2 separate regions of the Mus musculus genome follow, and region 2 is linked to region 1. The links are chromatin contacts, called in public HiChIP or PLAC-seq maps. All regions are on one chromosome and are shown on one strand. The core of a region is the stretch at or near the end of the contact, and the rest is flanking DNA. Distances in the headings are between cores, read along the strand shown. Region 1 holds the start of Vmn1r-ps103 (vomeronasal 1 receptor, pseudogene 103). Region 2 holds the start of Abt1 (activator of basal transcription 1).

Evidence for each region. HiChIP or PLAC-seq counts read pairs in DNA pulled down with a chosen protein or histone mark.
Region 2: a contact with region 1 is called in an H3K4me3 HiChIP or PLAC-seq map of the 230-238 cell line, with 7 times the contacts expected there. The contact joins the promoter of Abt1 here to the promoter of Vmn1r-ps103 in region 1. A contact is called at or near these places in 2 of 39 promoter capture datasets (embryonic stem cells and hippocampal neurons) and 2 of 115 datasets of contacts at active chromatin or transcription factors (the 230-238 cell line and embryonic stem cells).

What each region holds. Positions count from the first base shown.
Region 1 is chr13:22,437,152-22,444,257 of GRCm38.p6, reverse strand. Vmn1r-ps103 (vomeronasal 1 receptor, pseudogene 103) reads right to left here and starts at 2,986. Exons shown (of 1, transcript NM_134211.2): 1 at 2,015-2,986. The coding sequence starts at 2,986. The coding sequence ends at 2,015.
Region 2 is chr13:23,420,282-23,427,387 of GRCm38.p6, reverse strand. It overlaps Abt1 (activator of basal transcription 1), which reads left to right and starts at 3,522. Exons shown (of 3, transcript NM_013924.3): 1 at 3,522-3,802; 2 at 4,706-4,905; 3 at 5,053-7,106. The coding sequence starts at 3,556. The coding sequence ends at 5,415. It overlaps n-TYgta3 (a tRNA gene), which reads left to right and starts at 1,654; the gene lies at 1,654-1,742. n-TYgta4 (a tRNA gene) reads right to left here and starts at 883; the gene lies at 796-883. It overlaps n-TYgta5 (a tRNA gene), which reads left to right and starts at 208; the gene lies at 208-293.

The DNA of each region.
Region 1 (7,106 bases), core at 1,737-4,236:
TGTCACTCTAAGTGACTGAATGTTAGGTCTGCTCAAAGTGAAAATCATTTGATTATGATACTGGGATGAGATTTTGTTTCACACAGAACTCAGAGTTCTTTCAAATGTATTTGTTAACAATGTAAATGAAGGAGACATTTCTCAATGTCTGTGTCTCCAAGTGTGCATGATGAAATTCTACCTGATGTCCATCTCTGGACAAGAGGGCTGAGAACTGCATATCCGATGGTCTCAAACTCATGAATATATATTATCAAGGAATTGTTCTCTAAATAGAAACTTAGGAGTAGTTAAAATACTCATTCAATTAAGCAAAACAAAGGAAAAGACATTAGGAATAAGCCTTCTGGTATTTGTCTATGAGAAGCTGAGTTATTATATTTACCAAAATACCCCACAGCTCAATGGTAGTGACACACAATGCATCCAGCATGAAGAAATGAAATGTGAGGTGATGTTTACTTTAATACAATTGCCAAATCTCTGGGGAGGTATCTGAAGGGTACAGTTTAATTCCATTACCAAGTGGCCTTCACTCTCTGCTGCATATTCAGAATTGTTACTATTTTATCATGTATTAAAATTTTAAATTATGTTCTGACCAAGATTTTATTTTATTGTTTTCCAATCTACTCTAAATTTACAGAGAAATTTAAAATATCAACTCTGTGTGCCACTCAGAGTCCAGGTCATCCTTGTTCACGCTGAATCAATGATTTTACATCTTCTGTCTACTGTTTTTTTAATTTGTAAAATGAAATGTAAAGTTAATTTTGTATGTTCCCATGGGTGTTCGTGTATGTGTGTGTGTGTGTGTGTGTGTGTGTGTGTGTGAGCATGCATGTGGGTGTCAGATGACAGCATGTAGGAGTCAGTTTTTTTTCTTCAGAGATAGATCAGGCTGTCTAGGTGTCAGCAGGTGATTTTACTCTCTGAGTCATCTCTCATGTCCTCTGTCTATCTCAATGTTGAACAACCACTCCATCACTCAGATTAAACACATCTTTCTTCACATCTTCTCCATGTTTTTATATCACATCCTTTTGAGTCAAATGACAAAGATTGACTTAGAAGATGCTTTATTGGTTTGGTTCTTTATTTCAGATACTTAGAAAAAGGTTTAACATAAGAGCTGTGAGGATAACATGAGCAATGGATGTAACCTACAGACAAGTCTCATTTACATCAGAAAGACAAGGAGCTGAAGGGATGGTGGAAAGACATGATCCTCTTGCAGAGAACTCTGTTTCCTCAACACCCACATGATAGGACTCATGATAACTGGTCGCTCTAGCTCCTTGGGACCTAAAGTTCTCTTCAGACCTATGTGTGCACCTGTACAAATACCTATGATATACATTAACAAATATACATATACATAAATAAAAAGATATATAATCATGCTATTTAATTGACTATAGCACAAAATAATACATATTATTTACTTAAATATTTTGTGTAAAGTGCAGCTAAGCAAAATATTAATACTTATTCATTCTACTGTAAAGTAGAGCCATGAAGTACCAAACTGTCTAGTCAGATGTGACTGAGAAATTTTTGTAATTAAGACATAAACATTCTTTTAAAAATCCATCAATTTCATGTTAAATCATTACATCAAGAAATATTTTTAAGAATGTGTTCTTTGGATTATGAGAATCATTTTACTGTCTTATTGCATGGATCAAATTTAAGAAACTAAGCAGAGAATCTTTAGTTTAAACATAGAAAAGTTTTAAATATCCTTCCAAGAGTGGAAAATAGAGAATGAGATGTCTATATCAGTGTAATTTGTTAAGGTCTTTCTTTCAGTTCAAGGCTGTGAGTCACCAGAAAGAGTGTTTGAAAATAATTACATGCACAAGCTGCTTTGGGATTTCATCTTACCCACAGTCTTCTGACATCTTCTGACACCTATTGGACAAATAAATGAGAGTGACATTTTCTCAATTTCTCCATCTGGGCATGCCAAAAATCAACCAGAAGCCCATCCCTGTGAATCAACACAAAAGGGCTAAAAGTTGCATAACCAAGGCTCAGAAATTCTAGAGTATTTACCATCAATGCATTGTCCCTTGAAGAGAGACTTAAAATTAGAAAAAAGGGCACAATCTGTCCAGTAGAAGAAAACAAAACAGAGCATCAGAAGGAGGACACTTTGAGCAGCTCTCAGCTCCGGAGGAGTTCTGTAGAGGAGCTTGGAGTTCTGAAGGTAGAGGACTTGCTGGTGGTGCTTGTGGAGAAGAAATACCATGTAGCCACTGGCCCCTCCCATGGCACCCTGAAACACTGCATCTCTCAGGACCATGAGAGGGAGAACAATCCATTTTATTTCCTGACTTTCTTGCATAAAATAGCAATAGTTGTCACTATTCTTATGCTGTGATATATTCATACCTGTACTTATGATAGAATGTATTAGGTTCATACTTATTAAACCATTGAGTATCCAAAAGAATAGCAAGAATGGAAGGATGTGCTGTGCAGACTTTGGCCTGAGCCTCCTCCACCCAGATGCTCTGGGACTGATGATGATGGCCTGGACCACAGTGAGGAGACTGCTGGTGCAGAGGGAGAGGCCCCGGGCCACTCTCCCCAGGTAAACAATTATCTTGCAGCCTATGTCATCTAGAAAATTTCTAATACCAAAAGTTTCTATTGCCTTGGGCAGTCCTTTTGTAAGAAGGAGTATGATGTTTGTAAAGGCCAAGTGGATGAGAATAAGGTGTATGGGCTTCTTCTCAGGGCTTCCCCACCAACTGAGCATAAAATTCACAGAAACAGACATGTTCCCCAGAGTGCCAAGCACTGTCATGGAGGGGAAAATAATTTCCTCAATGTACTTCAAAACCATGTCTTCCTTCCTAGGTGAAAAACTTGTATACAGGATGCAAACACATTCTGAAGAAAGCCTCCTTAATGCTAGATATGTGTATGAACAGCAAATTTGCACAGTAGCATTTTCTTGAGTTTGAAAAGCAGTCATGGACACAGGTAATATTGCAGCTTAGGTCTCTGAAACTTCTCTTTTATCCTGTGGTCTGTGGGATATTTTGCATGGTCTCATAGACGATATTATTAACTGGTATTCAAAGCTAAGATTTAAAGGAGATTATTTTTGAGCTTTACTCTAGAAACATTGACTTCTTCAAGTTTCTTTGCATGTGTGTTCGTGTGTTTGTATGTATTCATTTGTAAAATGTATGCATTATCTTTGTTACTTCTGTGTGTTGTTGAATTGAATTCCAACATCTGTATATATGTTGAAATTTTTTGAACATATTTTCTCACCCAATTCCCAAAGCCTGAGACTCATGCTGAATCTGACTACCTTCCTTACAACACACACAGATCCTGAGAAACCCTTCTAGTCAAAACCTGCAACATCTCTCCTCCTTTGTTCAATATTCCTTTCTTATCTGCATCTTGAAAAGCCAACAATTTCTAGAATGGCATTTGAATTCAAAGGTTTATAACTTCAATTTCTATATCAATATGTTAGGTTTTTTATATTGATCATTGATTGATTTTGCTCTGTATGAATGTTTACTAGATACTTTTAAAAAGTAGTCCTTAGTGTCATGTCAAATTGTGTAAACTTTCTAGATAAAGTCCCACAGTTAAATCTGAATCACAGGAAGATGTTCTTAAAAGCCTGAGTGAAAAATTCATGTAACCACCATGTTGTAGCCATGGACAGTGCCCGGTAGAACCCTGGGATGCTTCCTACTGATGAGAGGGATGGGGGAGGAGATTAATGAAGTGTTAGCTGATGCCAATTGATGAGTGTGATTTATGAGTTATGAGGTCTCAATATGGCTGAATGACCACAGTAGGTTGAGGTATACAGTTGTGAGCAGGGACTCTCCCATCTAAGTGTTCATGGCAACATTTGCCATGTGAGTAGCAGATATTAAGAGTTTGCTTTACAGCCTGCTACTCTTCCTGTTTCTTTCCAACCTGTTTGTTAGGCAGGCTGCTTTGTTCTATATCAGTCTGAGCTGATTTTAGAACTTAAACCTCAGCAGGATGTTATTGTTCAGGTTGTGGCACTCCATTCTCATATCTCAGATATTTTTAGTAAGCTTTGGGCACCATTTCTAGAATGAAAGGAATCAAGATGCTCCAGTGGCTCCATAGGTTTTTGTGTTCTGAGGACTTCGAGTGCCTTTGTTCCCTGCTTTCCTTCCTGCTGGTACTTCTAATAAGTCATTCATTTCTATTGAAATAGACTATTACAGGATAGAGAAGTGACTCCTCTCCTCCATTATTTGGGAATGCTAAAGGAAATTAATTTTAAAAAAAGAGAAGAAACTTCTGTTTAGATGGATGGATATTCCCATGATAGGTTAAAGCTCGAAGACCTTGAGATAGATTATATCCATTCATCCTGATTTTTCTTTTTTTTCAATATTTTTTACTAGGTATTTTCCTCATTTACATTTCCAATGCTATCCCAAAAGTCCCCCATACCCTCCCCCCACTCTCCTAGCCACACACTCCCACTTTTTGGCCCTGTACTGGGACATATAAAGTTTGCATGACAAATGGGTCTCTCTTTCCAGTGATGGCCAACTAGGCCATCTTTTGATACATCCTGATTTTTCTTAAAGCAAGCCAGCAAACAATCAAACAAACCACAAATGATTGTGGCCCTTTGGCAGTTATCACTGGGGTAAAGTTAAGGTGAGCTGTTTCAGGATGTACTAGTTTATAACCTGGAACCTTGTAGCAAGACATCTCAAGATGGTCTTGATAACTGCTACACTTTGTGGTTTATAGTTATCCACAAGCACCAGGCATACAATAACTGAAGTTGAGATAAATATTTATAATATTAGGTGATAGAATCAAGAGACTATAAGGATGAATCCAGAAGGAAAAGCTTCAACTGAGGAATTATAATGCTATTGTAAAAGAAAACAAGTGCCAATACTTGAAAAGTGGAAATGTATCTGAAGTCAAACGTACAAACTTTACAAACAGCAGTGACTATGTTGGAGTCACACTGCTGGCAAACTATATATTTGTAATATAATTATATTTGTTATATTTGTAATTTTTTATCTTATTATTTTGGAGACACAATCTAACTCTGTAAACCATTGAAAATCAATTGTTTTGCCCCTGTCTATCTAGTGCTGATGTTCATGGAGTGTTTCATTACTCTCTCAAATATATAATAGACATCTGAAAATCTTCTCTATCTTACTGGTTCTTTTAAGAAAAAACAAGGAAACAACATTACTCAAAGACCCACCCAGCACTCTCTCATGAGGATGCACAGCAATAGTCATCATCATATCTGTCCCATTTCTGTATCTCCAGGAATTTGTCTCCTTCGATCTTTCTGAACTCACGAACCAGCTTTATCAGGGTCAGAAAGAGAGTGGAGGGCTCAAGGCTCACAGAGCCTCTCAACTATTTCCTGGCTTAGTCAGAGAGAGACTACCACTTTAATGAAGCTCTCCAAGGCACAGATGAAGGCATCTAACATCTAACATCTCTCCACGTACTCACCTGGACCTCTCTGGTGCAGACAGGCTTTGGAGCAGCTCTGGGAAGGTGACAATTGCCTGGTCATATTTGTACTGTCTGGATCTGTGGGGATCTTGGCTGCTGCCAGATACTGCAGACTTCATGGTTCATATTGTCACAGTGTCAGGGGGAAGAAAGGCCACTGCAGGGCTTTAGTCCCTGAAGTACAGCTACCCTGTCTTGTACAGTTACAGCATCTGTTTTGCTCAGAAGATATTTCCAGCTTAATTAGGGTTTAATTATTTTGAGAGGAAGGAAGTGATGTGAGAAAATGAACAACTAACCAGGTTTCTGTGTAGTGAGTTTCCCACATCTCCAGAGAACCTCCTTATACTCATTTAGACACTGTGCTTGCTGCTTGAGTCTCTGTGAGCTCATATGTACATTGCTTAGTTGATTCATTCAGAGGGTCTTCTTCCATTGGTGTCCTCCATTCTTTCTGGGTCTTACAATCTTTCTGATTCCTCTTCCAAAAGATTCCCTCATCTCTGTCGGTAGGCATTTGATGTAGACTTCCCAGATAAACTCTCTATCTGCCTAATGTAATAGTGTGTCTCTGCATCTGTTTCTCTCTGCTGCTGTAGGAAACCTCTCTGATGATGCCTAAATAACACATTGACGTATGGTTATAAAATAATATCATTAGGAGTCATTTTACTGATACTTTAAAAAAAAAAAAAGAACAGTAGTGTCAGTAGTGTTTGCTTTTACCCTAGGTCTGTGTGCTATTGGTCTCTGGTTCTTTGTCACACAAACAGTATTATGTTCATTCTTGTGGAGTGGGACAGTAAGTAAATCTATATATTGTATTGGCTATTCCCATAAGTTCTGTATCATCTTTGCCCTGGTATACTTTTAAGGCAGGAAAGTTTGTAGGTCAAAGGCTTTCTGGCTGGGTTGATGTCCATTTTTCTTCTTTCTGAAGCCTGCAAGAGTATCTTCTTATGCCAAAGAGTTTAGAGTGTGGAGTTAAGGCTCCAATATAGGCACCACCTCAATGTCTCTGTGTTCAACGAGTTATGCACGTTGTCCTTGGCAACAGGGAGCTGATGTCACTTTTCAGAGAACAACCATTTGCCTTAGCAACAGCCTTTGTTCTTTGTGGATTTTTTGGGCACACATTTGTCAAACACATCAACTGAAAGCAGCCTAATCTGACCACTAAAAGCCTCACCTGAGCCAGGCGGTGGTGGCGCACGCCTTTAATCCCAGCACTCGGGAGGCAGAGGCAGACAGATTCTGAGTTTGAGGCCAGTCTGGTCTACAGAGTGAGTTCCAAGACAACCAGGACTACACAGAGAAACCCTGTCTCAAAAAAACAAAAACAATAAGGAAAAAAAAAAAAGACTCACTTGGCTACAAAAGAGGGGGTTTCCACTTTACAACCCAAGTACTCCAGAATTCCATCCATCGCTTTCCACACTTTCTCACTCCACCTCATTTCTTCTTCAGTCTGGTTCACCTGTTCCTATGCCTGTTCATCCATAATATCTATTCTTCACGTTCCCAGCACTGCCATAAAATCTAATTATTAAAATGATTTATTTATTTGTTTTGTATAGTGTTCT
Region 2 (7,106 bases), core at 2,273-4,772, 980 kb before region 1:
GCTCTGCTTCAGGATGGTATTGTCTGTCTATGGTATCACTGACGTTTCCTCTCACTTTTAATAAAGAGAGGAGGCCCTAAAGAGACAGGACAGCACCGTAGGACAGGGCAGTGAAGACCTTAAAATTTTCCCTGATGATTGCCTGCATTTAAAATAAAACAGGAAATAAAAATACTTATTTCATAAGTCATACAGGCTATATATCTCCCTTCGATAGCTCAGTTGGTAGAGCGGAGGACTGTAGTATAGGTGTTGATATCCTTAGGTCGCTGGTTCGAATCCGGCTCGAAGGAGGTGCCTTTTAATCGACATTTATACCACCAAAAGATAGTATAAAAATCCAATAAGAGCCGGGCGTGGTGGCGCACGCCTTTAATCCCAGCACTCGAGGCAGAGGCAAGCAAACCCTGACTCGAACCCCCCCACCCCCACCCCAAATACAATAAGAACTTTAATACTAATTAACAATCTTTACAAGTTCATATTTGGAGAGTCAAGTTTATTCCTATAAAGGACCTTAGGCCTTTAATTTGAGACGATCTTTATATATACAGGCATATTTTCAGACCCAGTCTGAATTTCGTGGAAAGTAATTGCTTTTGGCAATTTGAAGAATGCAGCACCTTCCTTTCTTCTCCATCTTCCAAGAGCTGTGGAAAAATAGTGTGTACAGCACCTGAGCTTTGTTTATTTTACCCTAAATCCTACAATTGAGTATTTCAAGTGACATTGGTTCACTGCATTCTCTGAAAGTCCTAATATTCCCACCATAGTGAGACCGTTTCAAAAGATCATTCCTTCGAGCCGGATTCGAACCAGCGACCTAAGGATCACCACATTAGTAGTCTACAGTCCTCCGCTCTACCAACTGAGCTATCGAAGGAAGACGCTGAGTCTTTTAGCATTTGCAAGAAACATTTTTATACATGTCATAATTCATAATATTCAAACTTTTCATAACTCACATATTCCATGAAAATATCCCTGGATGGCTTCTTGTTTTTCATAACAGATTCATTTTTTTTGTCTTAGGATCAGGAAACTGAATGGCACCATAGGTATTTGCTGGCCGAGCATGACAGCACACTTAAAATGAAAAAGTTAACATTTTTGCTTGATTTTGTGTGTGTGTGTGACATGTTTCATTTATTTGCTCCACTACAATTGTGGAAAATAGTATGGACTACTCCTGTCCTACTTGTCAAAGGCCTCTTAAGTTTTGTGTCTCATGCATTTGTGTTTACCCCGGGGTTTTCCTTGTTCAAAAAGGAGAATCACAAGTTTCCTTGAAGTGGGCAATAGCTCTGCCTCAGGATGGTAGTTTGTCTATGTTACCACTGACATTTTCACTCACTTTTAATAAAGGAGGTGCTGAGACTGGACAGCACAGCAGGGAAGTGCAACAGAGGGAGGTGAGCCCTGCCTGGAAGGGCTCGTGAACATTCTTAGGAGCAGTTTTTGGAAATCTATGTAAAACACTTATACATTAAAAGCACTCAACTCAAACCTGTTCTTAAACAACTGTTGAGGGATCACTAGCTAACTTAGTTTTAGAATATCCTAGTGCCTACCAAACATTTCCTTGTATTTCAAAATGAATCAGAATAAGTCAGCCAACTATTTTACATATCCTAAAGGGTAGCTGGGCGTCTTCCTTCGATAGCTCAGTTGGTAGAGCGGAGGACTGTAGAGTTACTAGAATAGTGATCCTTAGGTCGCTGGTTCGAATCCGGCTCGAAGGAACGATCTTTTGAAAAGATATCACCATACTGAGAATCCTAGGGCTTTTAAGGGTTTCCAGTGTACCAATGTCACTTGAAACACGCAGTTGTAGGATTTGAGGTAAAAATAAACTTCAGGTACACTTAAGGTGGGAGCACTTAGATTTTACGAAATCGAGACTGGATCATGGGAAGGCGTAACGATGAAAAGATACCTGGCACGACTATTTCGCATGTTCACTCATTGACGACTCAATGATTCTTCACGATCCTCTCTATGCTCATATATATACATAATTTTAATATATAAATTAAAATTTAAAAGGGTCTCTTGTAGCCCAGGTTGGTCTGGAACTTCCTTTCTTCTCCATCTCCCAAGAGCTGAGGATTACAGGATTGCCCCGACTTCCAGTTTACTTGGCATTTATTTGGCATTTAATGTGTACAAATATTTCATTAACAATAATTTCAAGCACGTGCAAAGTACAGAAAGCCACTTAGCCACCACACTCTTGTGTCTTCTTTACATGTGCCCCTCCCCCAGTTCTCAATGTTTTGAAGTAACTATAAGACGCTCTCAAGTGTCATCATTGTTGGTGAAGTAGTCAGTTAAAAGTTAAAAGTAGGGGTCTTTTCTCTCCATATTCACTTTTCATAAAAGGAGCAGAGGTAACCAACAGCAAGTTCTCTTCAATGCAAGTCCCCAAAGTCAGGTTTAGTTATTAGGTCCTCAGAAGCACCTCAGCTTTACAAATAACGCCCAGAGTCTGTGGACACAGTTGCCCTGTCTTCTATATGTCATCGTGATGATGAAGGATAAAATATTATGTAGGGCCTTGACGAGGGACAACTTGAGTCCTCAGGATCATCCTGCTCTCCGTCCGTCCGTTAAGCAGGAGGGGAGGTTAGTACATCATTTCTAGCAGAGGCATCATCGCTCGAGCGTCATCAGCTGCTGTGGCCCGCCTCTGCGTTGGCCCTGGCGTGTAGGTCCCAAAAGCGAGGCGGCCTGCTGATGTGCGGACCGCGCCCCCTGGCGGCTGGTCCGAGGCTGAGACCTGCAACCCGGACCTTTCGCTCATCAACTTGCACAGATTCGAACACAATAGTACTCAGCTTTTTACTCAAACAGTTACAGATTTAAGTATTCACAAGGTGAAATGTAAAATTACTAAAGGCGCGTTTAAAATTTTAAAACCGCAACTCCAATTAAAATCCCAAAAGAATGCGTGCAAATTTATAAGCTGCTTCAAAAACTTTAATTTTAAAATGTTAAAACTTCATATAATTCAAATAATAAAATAAAAATTCAAATAATATGTTGAAACTTCAAATAATTAAAACTTCAAGGCTCAGACTGAAGTTTACAAGTTGAACTTCATAAAACTTTTTAAAATGTGTGTTAACCTTTCAACCACATTCGCACCACAGACCTGGAAGAAAATGCTGTTTTGGTCTCTACAACACACTCTTTCAACACTCTGTTCTGTAAAAATCCCACGAGAGGCACCAGGGTACGCTCTTGATGCATGGAGGCAAAAATCATTCATGCACATTTGTAAAAAAAATAAAAATATTCCGTGAGAGCTTGCCTCAGATGAGGGCTGCGCGCGACGGAAGTATTTTACCGGGACCCAGGTCCTGCGGCTCCCAACCCTTCTCCTCAGTCCAGTCTGTTGGCCTCGCCCCTCCCGCCCCGCCCAGTCTGTCTCTGCCCCGCCCCTCCGCACCCAGGATTTACGTCATTTCTTGGCCCCGACCGCAGATTGGCTCGCAGGATGTGCGTCATCAGATGGCGACAGATTCACGGCTGTCGTGCTCCCCAGATCTTGCCATGGTGAAAGCGGGAGAGTTGGTGGAGCAGCAAAAGGCTGCGATGGAGGAAGAGGCGAATGCAGAGGCGGCGGAGGATCAGGAGGAGCCCGAGGACACGGCCTGCAGCAGCAGCAGCAAGAAGAAGAAGAAGGTAGTTCCGGGGATTGTGTACCTGGGCCACGTCCCGCCGCGATTCCGGCCCCTTCACGTACGCAACCTGCTCAGCGCCTACGGCGAGGTGGGACGCGTTTTCTTCCAGGCCGAGGGTAAGCCCTGCGTCGAAAGGAGAGGTGACGATGCGGGCAGCCGGGCGCGACTCATTTTCTTGGCTGTACACGAATGAGGCGTGGGGTGCTGGCTCTTGGAAGGCTGTGGCCCCTTCCTAGCTGCTAAGTGTGTAGTACTCACGTCCTTTAGGTGGCAGGCAGGGGCGGGGAAGGGAAATGGAGAGGGTGAGTGGATAGAGAGAGTGGTTTAATAAGGCCTGAAAGAGACCCACGATCTTCTCTTCTTTCTATTTCTTAAAATTTTATTTACTTACTACTTTTTGTAGCTGTCTTCAGACACACCAGAAGAGGGCATCAGATCCCATTACAGATGGTTGTGAGCCACCATGTGGTTGTTGGGAATTGAACTCAGGACCTCTGAAAGAGCAGTCAGTACTCTTAACCACTGAGCCATCTCTCCAGCCCTCTCAATTTTCAAATAGTCCCTGAAACTGTATGATTAGCCTCCTTCAGCCTCTTCACCTTTGTTTGTTTGTTTGTTTGTTTGTTTTTCGAGACAGGGTTTCTTTGTAGCTCTGGCTGTCCTGGAACTCACTCTGTAGACCAGGCTGGCCTCGAACTCAGAGATCCGCCTGCTGCTGCCTCCCAAGTGCTGGGATTAAAGGCGTGCACTACCATGCCTGGCTCTCTTCCACCTCTTGACATGCACAACTTGGAAATGGAGGTGGGGACTGGTGTTGTTCTTGGTGCTGTTCTAATGTTCAAGAAGTTGTCATTTGAAGGGAGGCATGAATTAAGGAAAGGAGGAGCTGCCCCTTACAGACAGCCGTGTTTCATCAATCCCTGTAAAGTAGCGCCTAAACCAGCAGGTGTGGCTTACGGCTAAACTGAGGTGTGTCTCAGTGGGTGCTTGATGGGATGTTCATTGTGTTTGGCCTACAGACCACTTTGTGAAACGCAAGAAGAAGGCAGCCGCGGCCGCAGGAGGAAAGAAGGGAGCTAAGTACAGCAAGGACTATACCGAAGGCTGGGTGGAGTTCCGAGACAAGCGTGTAGCCAAGCGAGTGGCAGCCAGTCTACATAACACGCCCATGGGCGCCCGCAAGCGCAGCCCCTTCCGTTATGACCTGTGGAACCTCAAGGTGAGGTTCTCAGTTTGTCTGCCACATCTTCATTCCCCCCTCCAGCTCTAGTCCAGGCACCCCATCCTTCCTGCTAGCTCTGAGCAGCTCCCAGTTTCTTCTCCCGACCTTCCCTACCGTGACCTTTTCTTCTTTTCCTTCTCACAGTATTTGCATCGTTTTACTTGGTCCCACCTCAGTGAACACCTTGCCTTTGAGCGCCAAGTACGAAGGCAACGCCTGAGAGCAGAGGTCGCCCAAGCAAAGAGAGAGACTGACTTCTATCTTCGAAACGTAGAACAGGGACAACACTTCCTTGCAGCTGATGGGGATGCTACTCGGCCAAATAGCTCCTGGACATTCACCCAGCGTCCCACTGAGCAGGAGTTTAGGGCCCGGAAAGCTGCACGGCCAGGAGGGCGGGAAAGAGCACGGCTGGCTAATGTCGAGGACCAGGCCCGATCCAACAGAGGGCTCCTTGCCAAGATCTTTGGAGCCCCTCTACCTGCAGAGAGCAAGGAAAAACCGTAGTCAATAAGGGACTCCTGGTGATGGAAGAAATACCTACCAGCCCTGCGCCATTCTGATCTGCTTCCTGAAGAGTGTGACCATCTAGGCAGATGTTTTCTCTATTCCACACACCAAGAGTCTGGTAAAGGCCTTTTGTTGGTGTCTTTTACCTACTTTGAACAAATCCTGTAAGTGCCAGCCTGAGAACCTTACTCGTCCTATCCAGGGTGAAGACCACTGGAGGTGCCTGTTGTGTTTTGTTTGATTTCTGATTGCCTGCCTCTTTCTCAGTGGACAGCTAACAGTTTCTGACTGAAAGAGTGGACTTGCCCTCCACTAGGGTAGTGGTCTGTGGTGTTTGTTCACTGTGGTGGAAGGCTGAATTAGCAGGAATTGGATTAGAGGTCCAATTTGAGGCTTATATTTGAAAATAAAAAATAATTTATTTTTATATGCTTTTTAGTTTTTCATTAAGTAAGTTTCAACTTCTTTTGAAGCCATACATGCCGCTCAGTTACTTTAGCACAGGCATGATTCTCCTCCACCCATGAATCTCAGTTACTCTATCAGATATGATCCCAATGCTCCTGTGTTAGTCAGGGTTCTGTAGAGTCACAGAACTTATGGGTAGTCTCTGTATAGTAATGGAATTTGTTGATGGTTTACCGACTGTAGTCTTAACTCCCAACAGTGGTCAGGAGCACCTGTGAATGGAAGTGCAAGGGTCTAGCAGTTGCTCAGTCCCACAAGACAAGCAGGTGAAGGAGGGTCTTCCTTCTTCCAATGTCATTATGTAGGTCTCCTTAGAAGATGTGGCCCAGGTTAAAGGTGTGTGCCGCCATTCCTGGATCTGGGACTTGCTTTGTCCCACATGACCTTGAACTCAGAGATCTCCTTTCTACGGAGGAAGTAGTCCAATGTAGTAAACCTGACACCAGGTTTCTGGCTGATCACCTCAAAGAATCTGGGGCTCAGTGTTAGTTTCTGCTATTGGCAGATCTGGCATTCAGCGGCAGCCGTAGCCAGGTCAGCCTTGGTGAGTGGAAGTCCCTGTTGTTGAGCCCGAGCATAACCTCCATCTCCGTCACCATAGCCACTTTGTTCATGTGCCCATTGAGCAATGACAGGGATGGCTGGGGAAAGAGGCTGACTGTCCACAGAACGGGTCATCTAATCCACTTGATTATTGAACTCCTCCTTGGCTGAAGTCACCTTTTGGTGAGTGTTTAAATGGGACACAAATATCTTCACATCCTTTGCCCACTTGGAAATATCTATCCACATACTTCTTCCCCAGATGTCTTTCTCACCAATTTTCAATTGTTATCTTTCCAAATCCCTGACCATCCAGCCAATCCATTGGCTACAAACCATGAGTCAGTAAACAGTTGTACATCTGGCCATTTCTTTTGCCAAACAAACTAATACCACGTGTACTGCCCGAAGTTTTGCCCATTGTGAAGATTTTCCTTCACCTGTATCTTTCAGGGTTGCCCTGGAAAGGGATTATACTGCAGCTGTCCACTTCTGGGTGGTGCCTGCATAACGTATAGAGCTATCAGAAATCCAGGTCCTAGTCTTCAGTCAGCCAATCATAGGAACACCCCATGAGGCTATAGGCACATGCTTGGCAGCAGATGGCATTGTAATAGGAGTAGAAACCATAGGCATTTGAGCAACTTCTTCAAGTAACTTGCTTGTGCCTTCAAGAC